Linked DNA regions of Mus musculus: all the other regions are linked to region 3. The links are chromatin contacts, called in public HiChIP or PLAC-seq and promoter capture Hi-C maps. All regions are on one chromosome and are shown on one strand. Each heading gives the region's core, a stretch centred on a gene start, on an enhancer-like site or on the middle of the called end of the contact. The rest is flanking DNA. Distances are from core to core; before and after follow the strand shown.

Region 1 (4,345 bases), core at 20-2,519, 420 kb before region 3:
AGGTTCAGAGGTTCAGTCCATTATCATCAAGGTGGGAGCATGGCAGTATCCAGGCAGGCATGGCGCAGGAGGACCTGAGAGTTCTATGTCTTCATCCAAAGGCTGCTAGTGGAAGACTGACTTCCAGGCAACTAGGGTGAGGATCTTAAACCCACACCCACAGTGACACACCCATTCCAACCAGGTCACACCTATTCCAACAAGGCCACACCTTCAGATGGTGCCACTCCCTGCTCCAAGGATATACAAACCATCACACTATCTAATCATCTATCTACACACACATCTCTATCTCTATCTATGTATCTATCTATCTCATAAAATCCACTATTGAAACGATACTGAAATATGCAGGTATGTGTTGTTCAGTATATTACCCTTGCTCTATATCACCACCCATTTCCAGAACTTTTCATATACTCCCCCCCACCTCGCTGCCCCACCGCACTGACACCCACTTACCTATATACACACAGGCTTCCTTCCTGTTTTGCCCAGTCATGGCATTCATCATTCTACATCCTGTCTTGGGAACCCCACATGCCTCATACATGTGCTGAGCATCCATGGGGTTGTACACTTATCATGTCATAGCTGATTTCCACTTAGCATCAACTTTCCTTCAAGCTGGATAATACCACACTGCATTGTGTATCACTCCCTGATGTCACACCCTCTAATGATAGACACTTGTGCCCTCCCCTCTTGTGACTGCTATAAAAAGAGCAGCTATGCATGTGGCCTGTAATTCTCTTTGGGTCCGCTGTTCAGTTCCTCGTCTTAGCAATGCTGTGTGTCCCTGTTGATTCTGCTGGGCTAGAGCCTGAAGGCTGCTGAGCTCATCAGATCAGCCTCTTGCTTCAACCCAGTGCAGAAGAAGTAACTTGCCTGGAGCCACACCTGGCTAATGGCCGATCCAGGCCTCAGCCTCCTGACCCCACTAAGTATGGTCTCCACCTTCTCGTGTTCACTTCTGCTTTGGCACAAGCTTTAAGCATGCTGAACAGCTGTTGGCACACACCTCTGTCCTCTTACAGGAGAAGCAAATGTTTCTGGCCTCCCCTCCCCATCTGGCTCCAGGCTCACTCTGCGTGCCAGGCTCTGGGACATCTATTGCCACAAAACATCAAAGAGCTATTCTGTAGACCCTTCCTGCCCTGGAGCTCTCGGACCCAGGCTCCTAACCTTGCTGTTCCTCTTCTCCTCAGTAAGGGCTCCTTCTTTGTGAATGAGCCTGGCGGTCTGTCCTCTGGCACCCTCGGAAGCCAGGACATTTCTACCCTGGCTTCTGCCCAAAACTAGACACAAGTGCTCTTGTCTTCTCCGGGGGGCCTGGACCTGGCTTTTCCCTGAACATTTGAATCCACACTCTTTCTGGAGCAGGAAGAGCGGAGGACATGGAAGGGCAGGAAGGAACTGGAAAGCTTATTGGGCGAATTTTCTGGGCTGGGGCTTTGACCCACTTATGCTTACCACCTAATGGCCAGCATTCAAGGGAGCACATCAGATGCCTCCAATCAACAATGGAGGAAGTAAGAGTCAGCCTGTCCCCTACCCTCTGTCCTCTTTATCCTAAAGACAGTGACTTGGGGAATTTCCCTCTTTCTCTGTGGGAATAAGTACGGCCACTGGCCTCAGGGGATGAATCCTGCCTTACAGGTCTGTGTCTGACCCTTTCTCCTGGCTGTGTGAGTCATTCCTGCGGGAATGCTTCCAATGGCCTGGGGCAGGCTTTGCAGGTAGAGAGCCCCTAAATCCTTTCTTGCTGGTATTTGGTTCTCAGAGCTGTGCTAGCCGAAGACAACTGACCAGACTTTCTTTGCTGGCTACCAGCCAGGCTAAGGGCCTTGCAAAGATTGTTCCTGCTAGCCTCGCCAACTCTGCTAGGTCAGGTCGGATGCAGAGAGCTAATGGGTAAGATGAAACTCACCTTGCAGTAAACACAGGCGCTCTGCACAGCTAATAAACAGGAGACCAGCAACTGAGTTGAGGAGATGGGACTGATGGTTTTGAGCAGGGGAGGCATGTGATCTGACTGGTTTCACACCTGCTTTTGGCTTGTGTGTAGAGGAATAAAATTGGGGTACAGTGAGTGGGGGAGGAAGTGAGAAGGAGCAGGTTCCAGACACAGTTTTAGGGGGAACCACAGGGTTTGTGGGTGAAGAATAGGCATGGGACGGGGAAAAAGAAAAAAAATGTTACGGAGTGGAACTGGGAATCCTGGGACTAATTTAGGACTTATCAAGTACGGACTGCCTTTCATATAAAGAGCAGAATCAAGGTGTTTCTAGAGGAAGCGATAGGCTCAGAAGATAGACAGGTATCTACTACCAGGGGACGAGGGGTGGAACATGGGTTTCAGAGAAAGGGAGGCTGATTTTTTTAATCATATAATTTTTCATTAAGATATAATCCACAGGCAGGTGGTGCTGGCACGTTTTTTTGTTTGTTTGTTTGTTTTTTGAGACAGGGTTTCTCTGTATAGCCCTGGCTGTCCTGGAACTCACTCTGTAGACCAGGCTGGCCTCGAACTCAGAAATCTGCCTGCCTCTGCCTCCCGAGTACTGGGATTAAAGGTGTGCGCCACCACGCCCGGCGCTGGCATATATCTTAATCCCAACACTCAGGAGGCATGTGGATCTCTGTGAGTTTGAGCCCAGCCTGTCTACAGAGTTAGTTCCCAGACAGCCAGGGCTACATAGAAAAACAATGTCTTAAAAAAACAAATAATAGCCGGGCGTGGTGGCACACACCTTTAATCCCAGCACTCGGGAGGCAGAGGCAGGCAAATTTCTGAGTTAGAGGCCAGCCTGGTCTACAGAGTGAGTTCCAGGACAGCCAGGACTACACAGAGAAACCCTGTCTCGAAAAAAAACAAAAAAAAAACAAAAAAACAAACAACAACAACAACAAAAACCCCACAAACCAAAATAACAAAAAACAAAAAACCAGAAACCAAATAATAATAATAGTAAAAAGAAAAGGAAGGAAGAAAGAAAAACATGTAGACCACATGCACAATTGCAGGTTTTAGCATGTTTATTGCCTTAATTAGGGTTTCATTGCTGTGAAAAGATACCAGGACCATGGTAACTCTTATAAAGGAAAACTTTAATTGGGCAGGCTTACAGTTTCAGAGGTTTAGTTTCAAGGATTGGAAGTATGGTAGCATGCAGGCAGACATGTTGTTTGAGGAGCCATGAGATCTACCACACTGGGCATAGCTTGAGCACAGGACACCTCAAAGCCCGCTTCCACAGTGACACACCTCCTGAAAGTGCCACCCCCCCCCATGCCAACCATTCAAACAAATGAGTCTATGGGGGCCATACCTACTCAAACCACCACACCTATCAACATTGTGCACTTAGAAATGACCAATCGATTCATAAATGAATAATCACTAAAATTACAGCTATTAATTCCTGAATGTTTTCTGTATCCTCTAAAACATTCACACTTGAGCCGCTACTCCTCATCCTCCCTCCCCCGGACCCCAGACTCTACTCTCTGCCCTTGTGTGGTTACCGGCTTTCACATTTCCTATGCGTGGAATCACATAGCATGAGTCTTGTGAATAGCTTCAGTGCTTGGAAGGTTCTTTGAGTTGTTGTAGACCTTCAGGTTCTTCTCCTTCGTGTGTGGCTGACATTCTGGTGTACAGAGACACACACTTTGCTTGATCTTTCTCTGGTTCCTGTCTCCCCTTGGATGACTCTCAGATGATGTTTGGCTCTTGGGTGGAGAATGTTGCTGGACCCCTCAGCTGCTTTGTTTCTCTGTGGACTCAACGTCTCTGGTTCTCCTGGATGTGCTGCTAGGGCTCACAGGTTTAACACTGCATCCCACCCAAAGTGCATGTGGGGCCCACAGACTTGGCGAGCTCGGGGGGAACTGTGAAATGTATTCTTGTTTCTAAGATAAGAGTGGAGGTGAGAACAAAGGAGAAAGGGGGGACTAGGAACCCAGCTGGTGGCGACTGTGTTTGGAATCCTTAGGCGCTCAGGACTCCATGGAAAGGAAAGCACCAGGCCCAGCCGTACATCTCTTCCCAGGTTTGCAGCATGTCTGCCCACAGGCGTAGAGTCTGGGGAGAGTGTGATGGAGCTAGCCATTTGGGAGCGGCGTTGGAGAAACAGCCTTAAGCCCTCCACAGCCGAGGCATCTGTCTTAACCTTTCCTTTACTACCTGCCTGCTATCAGGATTTGGACATGTTCTGTTAGCTTCTTGCTCTTAGGCGGGTAGGCATAAGGAGCTAGATGCAAGGGTGAGTTCAGAACCTACTCCGAGGTTCATTGGCACAGCAGCCTGAAGCTTCCTGGGCTCAGCCCAGCCCAGTCTCTT
Region 2 (4,441 bases), core at 1,622-4,121, 350 kb after region 3:
GTAGTTCCTTTCCCAAGGGAATTGGGGAAGGGATCGGTGGGAGATGGGCAAAGTGTGAGGCGAGGAAGAACCTAGACTGGATGCATGCCCCGGGAAATGACCATGCAGAGGATTGCCACCCAGGCTGTCTTGCCACGTGAGCACCACAGATCTCTAAGATGGTGGCTCTCAACCTTCCTAATGCTGTGACCCTTTAACATAGTTCCTCATGCTGTGGTCACCCCCCACACACACAACCATAAAATTATTTTCATTGCTAATCCATAACTGTAATTTTGCTACTGTTATGAATTGTAAAGCAAATATCTGTGTTTTCTGGTGGTCTTGGGTGACCAAGGGTCATTCATCTCCAAGGAGGTCACGCCCCACAGGTTGAGAACTACTGCTTCAAGCAAGCAGTGACCATCCAGTAGGGCTTAGGGTTGGCAGTCTTACTTACATCTGCCCAGGACAAAATGCAACTCAGACCATGGCCTCTCAAACTTTGTCACAGGCTAGCTAGACTCTAGGTTGAGACTGGTAAGGAACACCTAGTATGCACTGCTATTTCCTTAATAACAGGAACTACTTTTGTGCATGAAAACCAGTGGTAGACAGGTCCTGAGATCCCGATGGGGCTGTTCCCCAGAGGGGAAGAATCTTAACATGAGTCACAGTAACCTCCATGCCATAAGCTAATGTTGTCCTGCTGGGTCAGCACAGCCAGGCTCTGACTCCCTCCAGATGTTCCCCCAGATGTTTCTGATGGCCCACCCTCTCCAAACAGCTCCTCCATGCTGGCAGGTTCCTTCTCCTCCAGGAAGCCCTACCCTTAGGATCCTTGGGACTTCAGACCCCCTTCATCACAGCCCTTGTACATAGTGGATGGTGTCCTGTCACCCTGGTTGCACCCCTGGCCAGGTGTGTGCAGGAGGGAGGGGTGTCCCAAAGAGCATGGAATATGTCTTCCAAGGCCCAGCCCAGCACAGACATCCTCTGAAACCAGGTTTTGGGTGAAATGGCAGGGCTGATCCTCCTTTAACTGTCATTAGAGCTGTGAGGACAGGTCTTGGGCTGGCATGTCATCACGTGCCCTCCAGTGATCATGGCAGGCCTTCCATACCTGCACCCACTGGCACCGACCAAGTGAGCAGTGAGCCCCTGTGCCTCCTGGTCCTGGGCTTTGAGTGTTTCTTGCTTGGCCGTTAAGAACTGTGTCAGTGAGCACTCTAAATAATAACTTGTGGGATTGAACTGAATGAGATTCCAGGTCATGGGATGTTAGTGAGCCTGGAATTGTTCTGTGGCTGATAGATTTTGGTCTGTGGGTCAGTTCTCTGTGTGCGTGTGTGCATGATCCCACATATATGCACATACGTCTTCCATGACTGTGTATGCTGTGTGCTACATGTCCATGTGAGGATGCGCCCTCTGAGCTGAGAGCTGAGCAGAGACCACCGCTGTATCTTTCTGGAGCCTTTTGCCTGATAGGCCCCAGAACAGCCAGCGGGGCTCAACAGGACTCTCTCCATGACATTTTTTGGAAGCCCTGAGTCATAGCATAGTCACCGCCCATAGCACTGCCCACCCTGCAGTCCCCTGCCTGGGTGGTGTGCACATGGATGGGGACAAGCATTTCCCCTGGCCTGCTTGCTGCTTTAAGGAACAGATTATAATTCCTGCACGGGCTGCATCTGCAACCAACTTGAGGGGGGAAAAAAAACGTTAAGTGAGTTGAAAGAAAAAAAAACAATTGTAGTAAGGAACTTCAATCCAGCCATCCAGCCGTGTCATTGAATTAGGCTAATCTAAATCCTCAGAGCCTAATTTAACAGCCTCCGGGCAACCTCTTCATGGCTCTCTGGAGTTCCTATTGCAAAGTCCTAGGCAGACATGCTCTTTGGAGACGGTAATGGCCTGGCAAGCTGAGGACACAGGGCCCATGGGGGATACCAGCTACTCATCGGGGACCTATGCACGAGAAAGCCTAAACCAGGGCCTAACCTTGAATTACTTTGGCCTTTGTATGAGCTGTTCTTCCACCCCAGGGACCTGCGCCTCACCCAACCCTCCAGTACTACAGTCACCAAGAGGGCCTGGAAGAAAACGTCCCTCAAAGGGAGGATTTGACACCCAAACCCCAATAAACTTGTCCTAACACTATTCAGTATATGTCACACCACAGGACTTCACTGAAACACAGGACTCGCTGATACCGACTCACGGTTGGCTGGAAGGAGATGAGAGCCTGGCCTTCTCAGTGATGCTAACTTCATCAGCACCACTGTGAACCAGAGCTTCATCAGCTCGCCAGAGACACTCGATGACTCAATTTGATGATCCCTCTCCTACTGTATGCATTGTTTTCTCTAGACTCCTCCCTCCCTCCCTCTGTCTGAGAGTCACTCATCCATCCATCGCCTCCCTCCCTCCCACCTTCCTGCCTTCCATCCCTTGCTTTGTGGCTGCTCAGGGTGTCAAGATCCCGGAGAACACTTATATCTAGACCGTGCCCCCCCCCCCATACACTTTTTCTATTCCTCTCCTTCCTCTGGCTCCCCGCTGCCCCCTTGATGGCTTTATCTCCTCTCTGCTCCCCTCCACAGGACACCAGAGCTGATGGTGGCTAGTGGGGAGGCCTTTGCCAAGGGCACTCAGGAGAGGGAAAGGTGCTGAACTGACCTGATAAATGAACTAGTAGAGATGTGTGGCCTGGCTCCCCCACCCCTTTGATCAGAAGCCGCTGAACCCCTGATGACATCCCATGGCGTATTCCTCTATTAATCAGCAAAGCCTTGACAGATGTAAGCAATTTGTCTTTGGAGAGGCCTGGAGGGGGCCCGTGTGGGAGTTGAGCTCAGCCATCAGGATAGAGGAGATGCTGAGGGGAAGGCCTGAGATGGGGGCTGCATACATGCATACTAAGAAGGCAGGAGCAGGAGAAACCAGGCAGATCAGAAAGGGAAGCGTTTTCATTTCAAAGCATATTTCTCCCTTGATTGAATGCCCCCCCCCAACTACTACTGCCAAACCAAGATGCTGGAATCAGGCTGAGATCCAGGGGTTAATCCTACCCAGGCCCCGTGGGGCGCAGAAGCATGACTCAGTGGGCTCAGCACTGGGTTTTGGGGTGGTGCTCTCATCCGCAGGACCTGCTGATGCTACACAGCTTGTAGGCACCACACACCTTTAATGAGTCTACTATGTGTGCAGAGGCCAGGAGCTGGGCACTGGGAAACCATAAGAGAAGCAACATCAGCTCCGCAAACCCCTGGTCTATAGGGTGGCTCTGAAACCCCCAGATAAAGACATGTAGTACAAGGTTTTCTGAGCAGGAAGAGACCAAAGATAATTTGCAAAATCAAATGCACAAGAAGTCAGGCGTTTCTGGCAGTGCTCGCCTGTGTGGTAATCACATGATGCCACTGGTTCCAAGCACACTATTTGCCCACCTTGAGCCGTGCATGCCACCTAGTCATGAAATGCTGGCGACTACTGCCTGAAACAGCCTGGCTCAGATTTGAAACTACTGTGTGTTATGAATCACAGTGTTTTTATTTCAGATATAAAGTTTTCAGGTTGGGTTTTTTTTTTGTTTTGTTTTTTTGTTTTGTTTTGATTTTTTTGTTTTTTGAAGACCCATAGTGTCTTAATTACTGAAATGGGCAGTGTGTGTGTGTGTGTATGCAGGTGAGTGTGAGAGCAGGTGCATGTGAGTACATGTGCAGGTATGTGTGTAGGTGCATGTAGGAGTATATGTAGGTACACATGGGTATGTGTGCCAATACACGTGGATGCATGTCGAGGCCAAAGGACGACTTCAGGTGTCAGCCTCAAAACATCATCCACCTCCTTATGAGACAGTTTGTAAAGTATTTTACAACCTACTTTAATAAGGCATCAACCTCCCCTTTAGCCCAGCCCCCACCAAGAGGAAGTAGAAGAGAAAGGTTACCGGGATATGGACCTGGTTAGAAAGAGTTCTTTGGGGCAATTCCAATCGTTCTCGTTCTCAGTCCGGTCCTTTAGCAAAATAGCAAACACGACTCGGCAGTTGCAGTCCAGTCCACCCAGCAGATGCCACACACAAATCAGAACGGGCAGTTCAAACCAGAAGAAACCAAGAGGCTCACCCACTGGCCCACGTCCACCAAAGCGGCCAGAAGCCTCAGGAACCTCATGAAAAGCTCTCTGGTGAGTTCCTTTCTAGTGTGTCACTACAGGCGAAGCTCAGCCACACGACGTAAGGTGAACCAATACCTGCATGTTGTCAGCAAAGAACAGCAAGGCGGAGCAATGCTGGGGCTCCCCCTGTCTGTGGGGTCATATTTATATTCTTTCTAAACATCACTCATCCTTTCACGAGTTGGCTATAGTAAAACATCCTTTCACCTGTGTCTGCTTCAGCGAAACTCCATTATCACCCGAGTCTCCAAAGAAACCAGAAATTTCCACTTTAACA
Region 3 (4,660 bases), core at 2,113-4,612:
AAATATTCCAGAAGAAAGGTTTCTACGTCTAGCAACAGGATATACCCAGTGATGTACTATAACTACTGAAGGCCTTCTCGGCATATCAGAGAGGACAAAGGGATGTCACCCAAATTTTGCTATATGACTTTTAAGAGTGTTGTAGGAAGGTCACCACTCAAACCTGAGAAAGTTCATGTATTTTGTAATCTAAAGAGCTCCAAATATTCCTGAGATGCACTAAATAAAGCACGGGGCTGGAGAGATGGCTCAGTGGTTAAGAATGTGAACTGCTCTTTCAGAGAACACTAGTTCAATTCCTACCACCCAAGGCTGGCAGCTCCCAACCACCTGTAACTCCTGCAATAGGAAGTTCTGATGTCCTCTTAAGACTCTAAGGGCACGGGCACTCCAGTGCACACGCGCGCACACACACACACACACACACACACACACACACACAAAGTAAAAGCAAGTTTTTCTTAAAGATGAGACATAGGTTCCTTCATTTGAACACCTTTTTAATCCAAGCATCATAGACACTGGGTCATTGGGTTTGGTAGCACATGCCTTTGATCCTAGCATTTGTGAGGCAGAAGCAGGCAGATCTTCATGAGTTTGAGGTCAGCCTGTTCTACATAGTGAGTTCCAAGACAGCTAGAGCTACAGAGTGAGACTCTGTCTCAACAAAACAAAACACCAACAAATAAATAAATAAAATAAAAGACACAATGAGTTGAAAGGGAAGTTAAAAAAACAAGATTAGACCAGTAGTAGTGGCTCACATCTTTAATACCATCACTTGAGAGGCAGAGCCAGGTAAATCTCTGTGAGTGCCAGATTAGTCTAGTCTACAGAATAAGTTCTAGGACAGCCAGGGGCACACAGAGAAACCCAGTCTTGAAAAATCAAAAGGAATGAACAAACAACCCCCCAAACAAACAAACAAAACCCAGAAAAACAATTTGAAACTAGCAACAGATATTGATACATGCACACTTATTCACAGACTGCTTAGAAATTAGTGATGTTGTGCGCTCCAATAATTTAGAGGGCACATCTTAGGAAAAGTTATATAAAATATAATAAAATAAAAGTTAATAAAATATAAAGGAGTAAGCAACTATCTGACAATTTCTATTTATAATTGTGAGTGACAAATTGGCAAAACACAAATTCACAAGTCAATACAAAATTAGCTTCTGTGTTTGTTTATTTTTTTTTTCTGTAGATATGGTCAAATAAGAAAAAGGCTGCCTTAGTGAGAGTCCGCAAGCATTTCAGTTTTCCCTGTTCATATATCCACTGTTTTTTAAGCAAGACTTAAGATTTGTTATTATTTTTATCATTTTGTGTGTGTATGTGCACATATGCACACGCTCCTGTGCACTTGTGCACACATGCACACATGCATGTGTGAGTACAGGTACCCGTGGAGGTTATAAGAGGGTAGCAGATTCCCTGCAGCTGGAGTTGCATGTGGTTGTGAGCTTCTGCGACTCTGTTCTGCAAGAGCAGCAGGCCCCCCTAACCTCTGTCTCTCCAGCCCCCAAAGATCTATAACTCCTTTAAAAAGACGAACAAACAAACAAAAAACTATAAACCTTTTAACAGTATTCATGGCTTCTGAAAGGCGGTGAAGCACGGAATCCTGTGCCACTTTCAAGGAGAAACTTTTAAAAGTGCTTTCTACACAAGGATTAAACCTTGCTACAACCCAGTCCCACAATTTCCACAATGAAAAGTTGTAACAAAATCATTGAGCTCACCTCTGCTAGACTCTCTCCCTCATTATGGGGATAGCAAAGTAACAGAGGCCTCTTTAAGTGACACCCCATTGCTATTCCTAATCTGTTCAACTTTCCAGCAAGGCCACAGGCACAGAGTGTAAGGAATATTTTTTTCCACAAGATCCCATCTGGAAGTGTAATTCGCATCAATAAATCTCATATAACATTTAAGAACATGTTCAAAACACCTCTGCAAGGGTCCTGCTTTGGGATTCCACTACAAGTTTGTTTTTTTGTTTGTGTGTTTGACCGGAAGTTCCAACAGTCTTGTGGCTTGTGATCTTACACACTTCAAGTTCAGTACTTTCAAAGCTCATTGGAGTTGCTCTCTTGGCCCAACAGGGTTTTTTCTTAATTTACTTTGGTTGTGATCAATATAATTCATATTATACCTTGTTATTATACCTTCATATTACCACTTGTTTCACACCTGTGTTCTGACCCCACCACTCTGTCCTAAGCCTCACCATGACCTGCACAGGTCTGCTTTTAGCAGAAAACCTTATATGGAATAACAACCCCCAGATCACTAACGATGATTTTACTATATACTGTATTTCCAAAATCCATTCGGTATTTCAGAAACGGTGCTTATCTAATCTAATTATGATGACGTCACCAGACACTAACACCGCCCACAATGACATTTACATGAGCATTGGTTGCAGTACAAGGCAATTTTCAAATTTTCAGACTTGTGTTTACTCGCTGTTACAGGTGACAGATTGAATGCAACGTTAGATGGTTAAACAGCAAAACAACTCAAGTTACCTGTCCCACCATCTTCCACCTTGAGTACAGCGTAATTTCGCTGGGTTTCATTGAACCAATTCATTCTATACCTGAGACAGGTCTCCAAGTCAGCCTTTGCATGAGAAAAACAACAGAATTCTAGGAAGAGACTATAGAATCCCACTCTGCCCGCTGTAAGATAACAGGCTCCTTCATTAAGCAACTCGAGTTGAGCTTATTGCAACACTAGAGCGATTCAGGAATAAATCTGTCCCTAAAGCCAACCTCCACGAAGGAAGTAGCCACAGCCAGCAAGGATGCTGCAGTGAGCTGCTCTCAAGAGCTCCCGACCACCGAGCGAGGTTAGCTCGGCCTCCTACAACCCCTGGAGGTACGTGTAGGTAGGTACTTGTAGGTACCTCTCCGGGGTATTTGGGCCAAGGGCCGCCTGGGACGCAGTCAGGAGCGGCACCGAGACTCGGACACGTCCGAAGCCCGAGAACTCCGGACCGCGCCACGAATACTGCGCCGAGGCACCGGAGGGTCCGCAGCTTCGGGTGGCCGCCCCACACCCCTTCTTTCCGGGGCCTCTTGCCCTGAGCCCACACTGCGGCTTGCTGTCTGCCGACCGAGGCCTGGGCACCACGCATCTCGGAGCCCGCTCGGCCAGGCCGAGCTGGAAGCGCCCGCCGAAGCTGCCAGCACCGTCTCCCGCGCTCACCTGCTCCGCGCGCCGCCACCGGCTCCCGATCCCACGACGTAGTCAGCAGCTCTCGCGGCCGCGCCCACCGGGCTCCAGCACCCGCATGCCGGGCGCCCAGCCTCCTACTGCCTTCCGGGCTCAACGAGACCCCGCCCACTGCCCTACTGCGCCTGCGCGAGTGCGAGAGCCCTTTTCAGAGGCTCCGCCCACGCTCCGCGCGAAAACCAATTCCCGGTGTCCGCCTCCATAGGCCCCGCCTACCCTCCGCTTTGGGGCCAATCCTGCTCCTGCTGTGCGCCGCTCTGCGCCCTTGTGCACAGTTGAGCGCTCTGCGGTGCGCCCTGCTGCGCCGCTGCTGCCCCTAGGCCCTGTGGGTGTCACTTTCTTGTTTGTTGTGCAGGTCTGACAGCAGCTTTTGTAGCCTTCCGGATAACCCGCACCTCCGGGAGAGGCAACTCGTCCGCTGAGACCCTTTGTTCCCACTGCCCTGCCGGCCTTCCATTCTCTGCTATAAGAACGGTCATTTTAGGTGGAAGAGTCCAGCCTTTGAAACCCTCTGTACGACCACAGGGGTCGTTTGGCTGCCGAGCCTTACACCTAGCCCAGAGGTTTTTGCTCGCCTTGTCTCCCTATTTTATATATACTTCTTCCTTTAGTGAGATGTTTGAATTTCACTTACTGACAGACAAACCTTAGGGAAAGAGTATAGAGTTCAATAATATAATAGGGCGTTTAGTTATCCTGGGTGAGGTCGTGGGTTATGTAAATTATTTTTAGTGTATATAATACATATGTACAAACACACAACCACTGAATTGTCCCTAATGCTATTGTAAAGTCTCAGACAAACAGGTAAGTAAGTAATGTCGGATAGAATCTACAGTTTCATTTATATAAAGGGAACGAACCAATGAGAGATTTTTTTTAAGTCTGATAAAGATTTAATTTGGGAGTGTTTGTGCCTGTTTAGTTGATATTTAAGAGAATCTCACTACGTAATTCATAAGAGCCTCACACTTGGATTCCAGACCCTCCTGCCTCAGTCTCCCCAGTGCTTGGATCACCATGCCTATCTACCCAGCCCTCAGGAGGTTGAAACAGGAGGATTGCAAGTTCCAGGCTACCCTAAGCTTTATAACTAAGCCTTGTTTCAAAAAACTAAAGTAGTAAAATTTAATGAAGCAGAAGTTTCAGGCACGGTATCTGCAACATTAAAGAACACTGGTCTACTTAATATTCTGAAATTTCTGACTGTCATGGCAATAAATTTTTTTTAAAGAAAAGAATAGACAAATGGGAGAGAACTGGACAAAACAGATGGCAGACACATTGTACCCCTTACATAAAAGAGTTTCTATGAATAGATTTTTAAAATGCCAAATGGTGTTTTTCAATTATTGGTGAAATGTTCAAGTAGGATATTAGAAGGACAGGGAATATAAATGGTCAATTTAAA

What was found. Promoter capture Hi-C pulls out the DNA fragments that hold promoters and counts their contacts. HiChIP or PLAC-seq counts read pairs in DNA pulled down with a chosen protein or histone mark.
Region 1: a contact with region 3 is called in a promoter capture Hi-C map of neural stem cells. The contact joins the enhancer-like site here to the promoter of Faim in region 3. A contact is called at or near these places in 6 of 39 promoter capture datasets (the HPC-7 cell line, cranial neural crest, hippocampal neurons and 3 more), 10 of 115 datasets of contacts at active chromatin or transcription factors (the SCID.adh cell line, bone marrow-derived macrophages, embryonic stem cells and 3 more) and 1 of 9 other capture datasets (liver).
Region 2: an H3K4me3 HiChIP or PLAC-seq map of craniofacial prominence shows a contact between it and region 3, with 3 times the contacts expected there. The contact joins the enhancer-like site here to the promoter of Faim in region 3. A contact is called at or near these places in 4 of 39 promoter capture datasets (the C10 cell line, cranial neural crest, maxillary cranial neural crest and 1 more), 3 of 484 Hi-C or Micro-C datasets (epidermal suprabasal cells, palatal mesenchyme and uterus) and 17 of 115 datasets of contacts at active chromatin or transcription factors (the 230-238 cell line, astrocytes, craniofacial prominence and 11 more).

The regions. Positions count from the first base shown.
Region 1 is chr9:99,398,410-99,402,754 of GRCm38.p6, reverse strand. The region is part of intron 2 of Mras (muscle and microspikes RAS); the gene reads left to right. Among named protein-coding and RNA genes, the nearest start is that of Mras, 36 kb to the left of the region's middle. Within about 2 kb of position 1,269, at least 62 of the 459 cell types and tissues checked have an H3K27ac peak or open chromatin away from gene starts, as enhancers often do. A contact at or near this core is called in forebrain and neural stem cells, where this site is marked.
Region 2 is chr9:98,631,886-98,636,326 of GRCm38.p6, reverse strand. No RefSeq gene overlaps it. Among named protein-coding and RNA genes, the nearest start is that of Mrps22, 32 kb to the right of the region's middle. Within about 2 kb of position 2,871, at least 2 of the 459 cell types and tissues checked have an H3K27ac peak or open chromatin away from gene starts, as enhancers often do. A contact at or near this core is called in craniofacial prominence, where this site is marked.
Region 3 is chr9:98,985,075-98,989,734 of GRCm38.p6, reverse strand. It overlaps Faim (Fas apoptotic inhibitory molecule), which reads right to left and starts at 3,362. Exons shown (of 5, transcript NM_011810.3): 1 at 3,223-3,362.